Linked DNA regions of Zea mays: region 2 is linked to region 1. A link is a contact called in public Hi-C data. All regions are on one chromosome and are shown on one strand. The core of a region is the stretch at or near the end of the contact, and the rest is flanking DNA. Distances in the headings are between cores, read along the strand shown.

What was found. A called contact is a pair of places that touch in the nucleus more often than the background predicts.
Region 2: a contact with region 1 is called in a Hi-C map of endosperm, with 2.3 times the contacts expected there. The contact joins the promoter of LOC101060998 here to the promoter of LOC100857099 in region 1. A contact is called at or near these places in 8 of 25 Hi-C or Micro-C datasets (ear, endosperm, leaf and 1 more).

The regions. Positions count from the first base shown.
Region 1 is chr1:34,595,222-34,597,959 of Zm-B73-REFERENCE-NAM-5.0, forward strand. LOC100857099 (guanine-nucleotide-exchange protein) reads left to right here and starts at 1,390. Exons shown (of 11, transcript NM_001254773.1): 1 at 1,390-2,657. The coding sequence starts at 1,390. It overlaps LOC103633613 (synaptotagmin-5), which reads right to left and starts at 917. Exons shown (of 11, transcript XM_008655335.4): 1 at 519-917; 2 at 212-313. The coding sequence starts at 623.
Region 2 is chr1:34,877,395-34,880,132 of Zm-B73-REFERENCE-NAM-5.0, forward strand. LOC101060998 (phosphomevalonate kinase) reads right to left here and starts at 1,338. Exons shown (of 10, transcript NM_001368240.1): 1 at 1,164-1,338; 2 at 908-1,058; 3 at 718-815; 4 at 470-582; 5 at 296-348. The coding sequence starts at 1,171.

The DNA.
Region 1 (2,738 bases), core at 140-2,639:
AGGTGGATGTGTCATTTCCCAGGTTTTATGCATCGAAGAGTTATGAAGTTCATAGATATGGGCTGCAAAAAGTTTTCTCTCTGCGGAAGTTTTTGTCTAGCAATTACAACAATAAAAATTCAGATAACTTATGCGATAGTCAATAGCTTGATATCACGGGACATTTTACGGTTCCATGATTATATCTACACCAAGGCAGGTAGCATTTCACCTGTTCGTATTCTGGAAATGATATCCACTGGGGAAGACTTTCTCCACATATTTTCTTCACGTCTTCACGGTTGAGAGATCCCAACGAACTGATAACCGCAGCCTGTTTCAAAACATGCCATTATGTTGAAATTTATCCCAATCAATAATGCACAAATTCAATCAAAGGCATACAGCACACTTTTAACAACCGATCTGTATTTAACAACACCCAAAGGCAGAAAAATCAAGACCAGATAACCGAAGGATGAAGATCGAAACTTTTTATGATCGCATACATCGAATCGGAATGATGTAGCGGCACCTACCTTGTTGCTGCGTTTGGCGGCGCGGCGAGCCATGGCGCGTGCCCAGCCTGCGATCAGGGCGACGCCGACGATCATCCCCATTACGACTCCCGATATGAATCCCATTTCTTCTGTCTTTTTTTTCTCAACGAGCCGAGAAAGAGAGGAAACCACGGAGGAAGACAAAAATTTCAAGTACAAGATTATCTATTACGTACGGAAATTCTTGGATCAAATCGTAGACGATTGTCTCTCCAAATTGTTTATTACTTCTAACACTGCATTTGGGACCAATTTTTTCGCGTGCTACTAGTAATAATAAAGAGAGGGGAGAGACGAGAGAGAGAGAGGGTAATGTGCGAATGGTGAGAAGGTTGTCACGGCGAATTTTGCATGGCTGGATCTCTGCGATCAGTGTGCTTGACGAGCCTTTGGTTCCACACAGGCCCGATACTTACATGGACCAGGCCCATATAGCGAAACTAAACTTGAAGAATGAAGACTCTTAATATAATCATCATAAAAAATATTAATCAATAGGTAAAAAATTCTAAATTACACTCTAAATTTAGCCTATGTCCAGACTCCAGACCACCATTTGATCTAGGCCCCATTTGCGTAAAATACATACGGAGAGTAACAAGCCCGATTCCGATCCTTTCCTACTGCAATATACAAATGCGAAGTACACCAGGTCACCAGCTAGCTCGGCGTCCAACCATCTTTCTCCCTCCCCTCCCCTCCCCTCCCCTGAGTCCCCTCCCCTCCCATCTCTATCCACGACAACCGACGCCCCACTCCCCGATCCAAACCACCTCAAACCCCCGCCCCGCCCAGATCCAGATCCACGCGGCGCGGCGCGACCGCGGCTACCGGATCCCGCCGCGGAATAATGGCCTCCGCGGTTGCGGCGCCGCCGCCAACCCCGCCGGAGTCCGACCCGCGCCTCGTCGAGATCTTCTCCCCCTTCCTCGAGAAGCTCATAAAAAATGCCTCGTGGCGCAACAAGGCGCACTCCAAGCTCTCGCACACCGCCAAGTCCATCCTCGACCGCCTCCAGAAGCCCCCGCCGCCGCCCGCAGCCGAGGCGCAGGCGCCGTCCACGCCGACCTCCTCCCCCTCGACGCCGACCTCCTCTTCCGCACAGCCTGGTCCGTTGCGCAGCCTGTCGCTCGCGGACTCGGAGCTGCTCCTCGCCCCTGTGATCTCGGCACTCGGCTCGGGCAGCGCCAAGCTCGCCGAGGCCGCGCTGGAGCTCCTTCACAGGCTGATCGCACACTCCTACATCCATGGCGAGGCCGACCCATCTGCTGATCCCTCAGCACAGCTCGTCGCCTCACTCCTGGACGCCGCCTGCAATGCGCTTGGCCTTGATGACGAGCACATTGAGCTCCTCCTCCTCAAGACACTCCTCTCGGCGGTCACCTCTACGTCTGTACGCCTCCACGGCGATTGCCTTCTACGTGCCGTGCGCGCATGTTATGATATGTACCTCGGGAGCCGTAGTGCCGTCAATCAAGCCACTGCCAAGGCTTCGCTTGTGCAGATGCTGGTGATTGTGTTCCGCCGAATGGAAGCTGACTCCTCGACCGTGCCTGTACAACCCATAGTCGTGGCTGATGTGATTGAGCTACCTGATGCAATTTCGGGCTCCTCGCCCACTGCTGACCCCAACGTTGTACAGGGATTCATTTCGAAGATCATTGGTGACTTCGATGGTGCACTCACACCTCTGGCTCGGACAACTTCATCAGCAGGGGCAGGACCCACCGTTGCCCATGATGGTGCATTTGAGACAACGGCAGCGGCAGAGGAAGGGGCAAACCCAGCGGATTTGCTTGATTCAACAGATAAGGACATGCTTGATGCCAAGTACTGGGAGATCAGCATGTACAAAACAGCTATTGAGGGTCGTAAAGATGAGCTTGGTGTCGAGGGGGCAGTGGTTGGCACCTTGGACGATGATGCTGATGTGAGAATTGGGAACAAGTTACGGAGGGATGCTTTCTTAGTTTTCCGGGCTTTGTGTAAGCTTTCCATGAAGACACCACCCAAGGATGCACCAGCAGATCCCATAGTAATGCGGGGAAAGATCCTTGCTCTTGAGCTTCTCAAGATCTTGCTTGAAAATGCTGGGGCTGTGTTCCGGACCAGTGAGAGGTAACATAAGCACTTACTGAAACTTTTGACAAACAAGTTTAATGCTCTTCTGAATTTGTGTAAATGTTGTACCAGTATTGA
Region 2 (2,738 bases), core at 88-2,587, 280 kb after region 1:
TTGTTTTAGTAGAATTTGTAAAAAAAGAGAGACAGACCCAGTGCCCAAGACTCCCGCATGAGTGGAGTCTGGAAAAGGGATAACCGACGCAAGCCTTACCCCGCAAATGCGGAGAGACTCCTTCGAACCAACGACCTAGTGACTTAGTGAGACAGCTCTCACAACTATACCGAGCATGTCCTTCTTTTAATATAATGTGTAGATATTAGAAAACATATTCAAGATTGACTAGTTCATTTTTTGCAAGAAGCTAAGATATACATCTGAGTATGCTTGTACAATTAAGAAGGTTCACCTGCTTTCTATAAGAATAGAAATCATTGCATCCAAGAATTGTAATGTTCAGACCTGCAACAAGAAGTTGAGACATATTACCCCAAAAAATGATATGCTCGAGTAGTATACATCAAGCAAGTAACCCGATGGGGTGATTAAGAGCAGCAAAAATAACTAAGAGAAGCTTCACAACCTTGCAGCAGCAACTTATCTACTACATCCTTCCTCTCCTTATCAATAATGGTCGCTTTAGCAGCTGCTACCGAGAATTGTATGGCCTGCTCCACAAAAGGGTTTGTAGATTCCCTGAGATGCAACAGTAACGCTGTCAGTGACATTACCACCAGACTCAAGAGTTTCAGAGATAGTATAAGAAAACAAGAGCACTTCACCGCCACGAGATTGCAAATTTGCAACCATTAAAAACGATGAGCAACTTGCCTCGCAGACGTCAATTGCAGCGTCGACTTCGTTAGGGACAGCTTGTATGTGGCCTCCCGTGAGAGCTGAGGGGAAGTCACTTTGACATCCGTCCACGCCTAGCATCGGTGCAGGGGTACACAGGGTGAGGAGCAAGAGCAACACGCTATAGCTTCTGAGACTAGAGGGATGGCAGTTGAAGAGCGCTCACCCAGGCCCAAGCGTCGGCGGGGAGGCTGTCGCGGAGGGGGCGGACGACGGCGTAGAAGCGGGCGGTGGTGCTGAGGACTAGGCCGGCGTTGGGGCGCTCCAGCACGAGGTATCCTCCCGCGATGAGCACCTTCCCCGGCGCCGACGCCACCCTGCGACAACGCCGTCAGATCGGAGCCCAGAGATAGGTAGGTAGATGCGGAACCTTAGCGTGCGAGCGGGACAGTGAAATGACGGTGCTAGCGAGTGCTCCTCACACTTCCATGGCCTTCGACTCCTCGGCGGCCGAGACTCGATCCGAAGGTCGCCTCTACTGGAAGCTTCGCGGGAGTGGACCGGCCGAACGGCTCGGCAGAGGAACGCTCTGGCGATCACGGCGACGGCTGGGCGCGGGGCAGCGGGTGGGAAGCGTGCGGGTGCGGAGGAAACGAGGAATCGGCGATGTGGTCGGGGCCGCGCCGCGCGGCGAGTCTGACGGCCCAGGTGGCCGTTCAACTGGACCAGACCTCACTTTCGTTGAGCACGTGGGCTGAAAGCGACTAGGCCGGCGCGGGGTTTTGGCAAACGTGCGAGTCGGCCGGTTTTGGCAGATCATGGTATGGGCCGTGCGAGTTGGCTTGGGCTGGACTTCCGCTAGTGTGTGCTTGTCACTGTGTCCGTTTCCGTCTGCTTTTTTATCGGAATCCTCGCATATGCTATTTTCCTTTCTATGATGAGGGGGGAAAAGGACTCATAAATTTCAGCTGCTTGAATGAATTTTCAGGTAAAAATTTTAGACAACCAACTAGTATAATTCAAATGACAACTCACAAGAATCAAATTACAATTTTTCTGTAGTCAGACGATCGATTAGAAAATTACATATTGCCTCGTAGTAGCAATGAACAACAAAAGATGAGGCACCTAACTATAGCAGTGAAGAGAAAGGACTGAAGTGTTGCGTGGCAGCAGATAGGCTGCCTGACACTGACGGAGCCCTATAGAGACAGATCCGATCCAAAGCAAACAGCTGCCTGGACTGGAGTAGGTACACCAATGTCTGGTTATGACGCAGTTAGTTAGAGGAGGAATCTCACAATCTCCCCTGCACGCGAACCACCAGCAGAGTCGGCCCCTCCTGCATGCCACCAATCCACCATCCAATTGGTCATGAACCATCTCATGCGTGGTCAGGTCGATCGTTAGCTGCGAATCAAGCTCCCTGCCCATTGATCCATTAAACAAGGCTCGGTCAATGGGGGCGTCGATCTCGCTCGTTCTGGGCCTTTGGCTCCCCTCCGACAGGGACACGTTGTGGTGCATGGCCTCTCGAGCCTGAAGGGGACCTGGTGATCGATCCATGGATCCATCCAGCTGCATTATGAGCTGCAACCTCCAGCAGGCAGCCGGAGAGCAGGGCATCTGTTCTACCTGATGGATCGATCGGCCAACTCTCTGAATGGAGAGAAAATATACATATATATAGTATATATATAACAAAAATGTACAAGTGGCTTGTCTGCTTGAGTCCTCCTTGTATATTGTCTGAACTGAACCACCGGTCACCTGATCCTTAGAACTTAGAAGGATGGGAGACTCATATTCTGATGATGATGATGATGGATTGATGGTGATTGGGGACGTTGCCATATTTTTTTTTTGTCGGGGAGCCTGTGGGGCTGGCTGGTGGAGTAAAATAGAATAGAAGGGCCATGGCATTGCCATGTGAGACAATGTGGCTTTGTTCCCAGTTGAATTATCGCTCTAACAAGTCCGTCCATCAGTGCCTTTATTAATTCAGAGTCAATCAACAACCGAAGTCCTTGGCTCTGTGTGCGGCTCTGTAGGCCGGA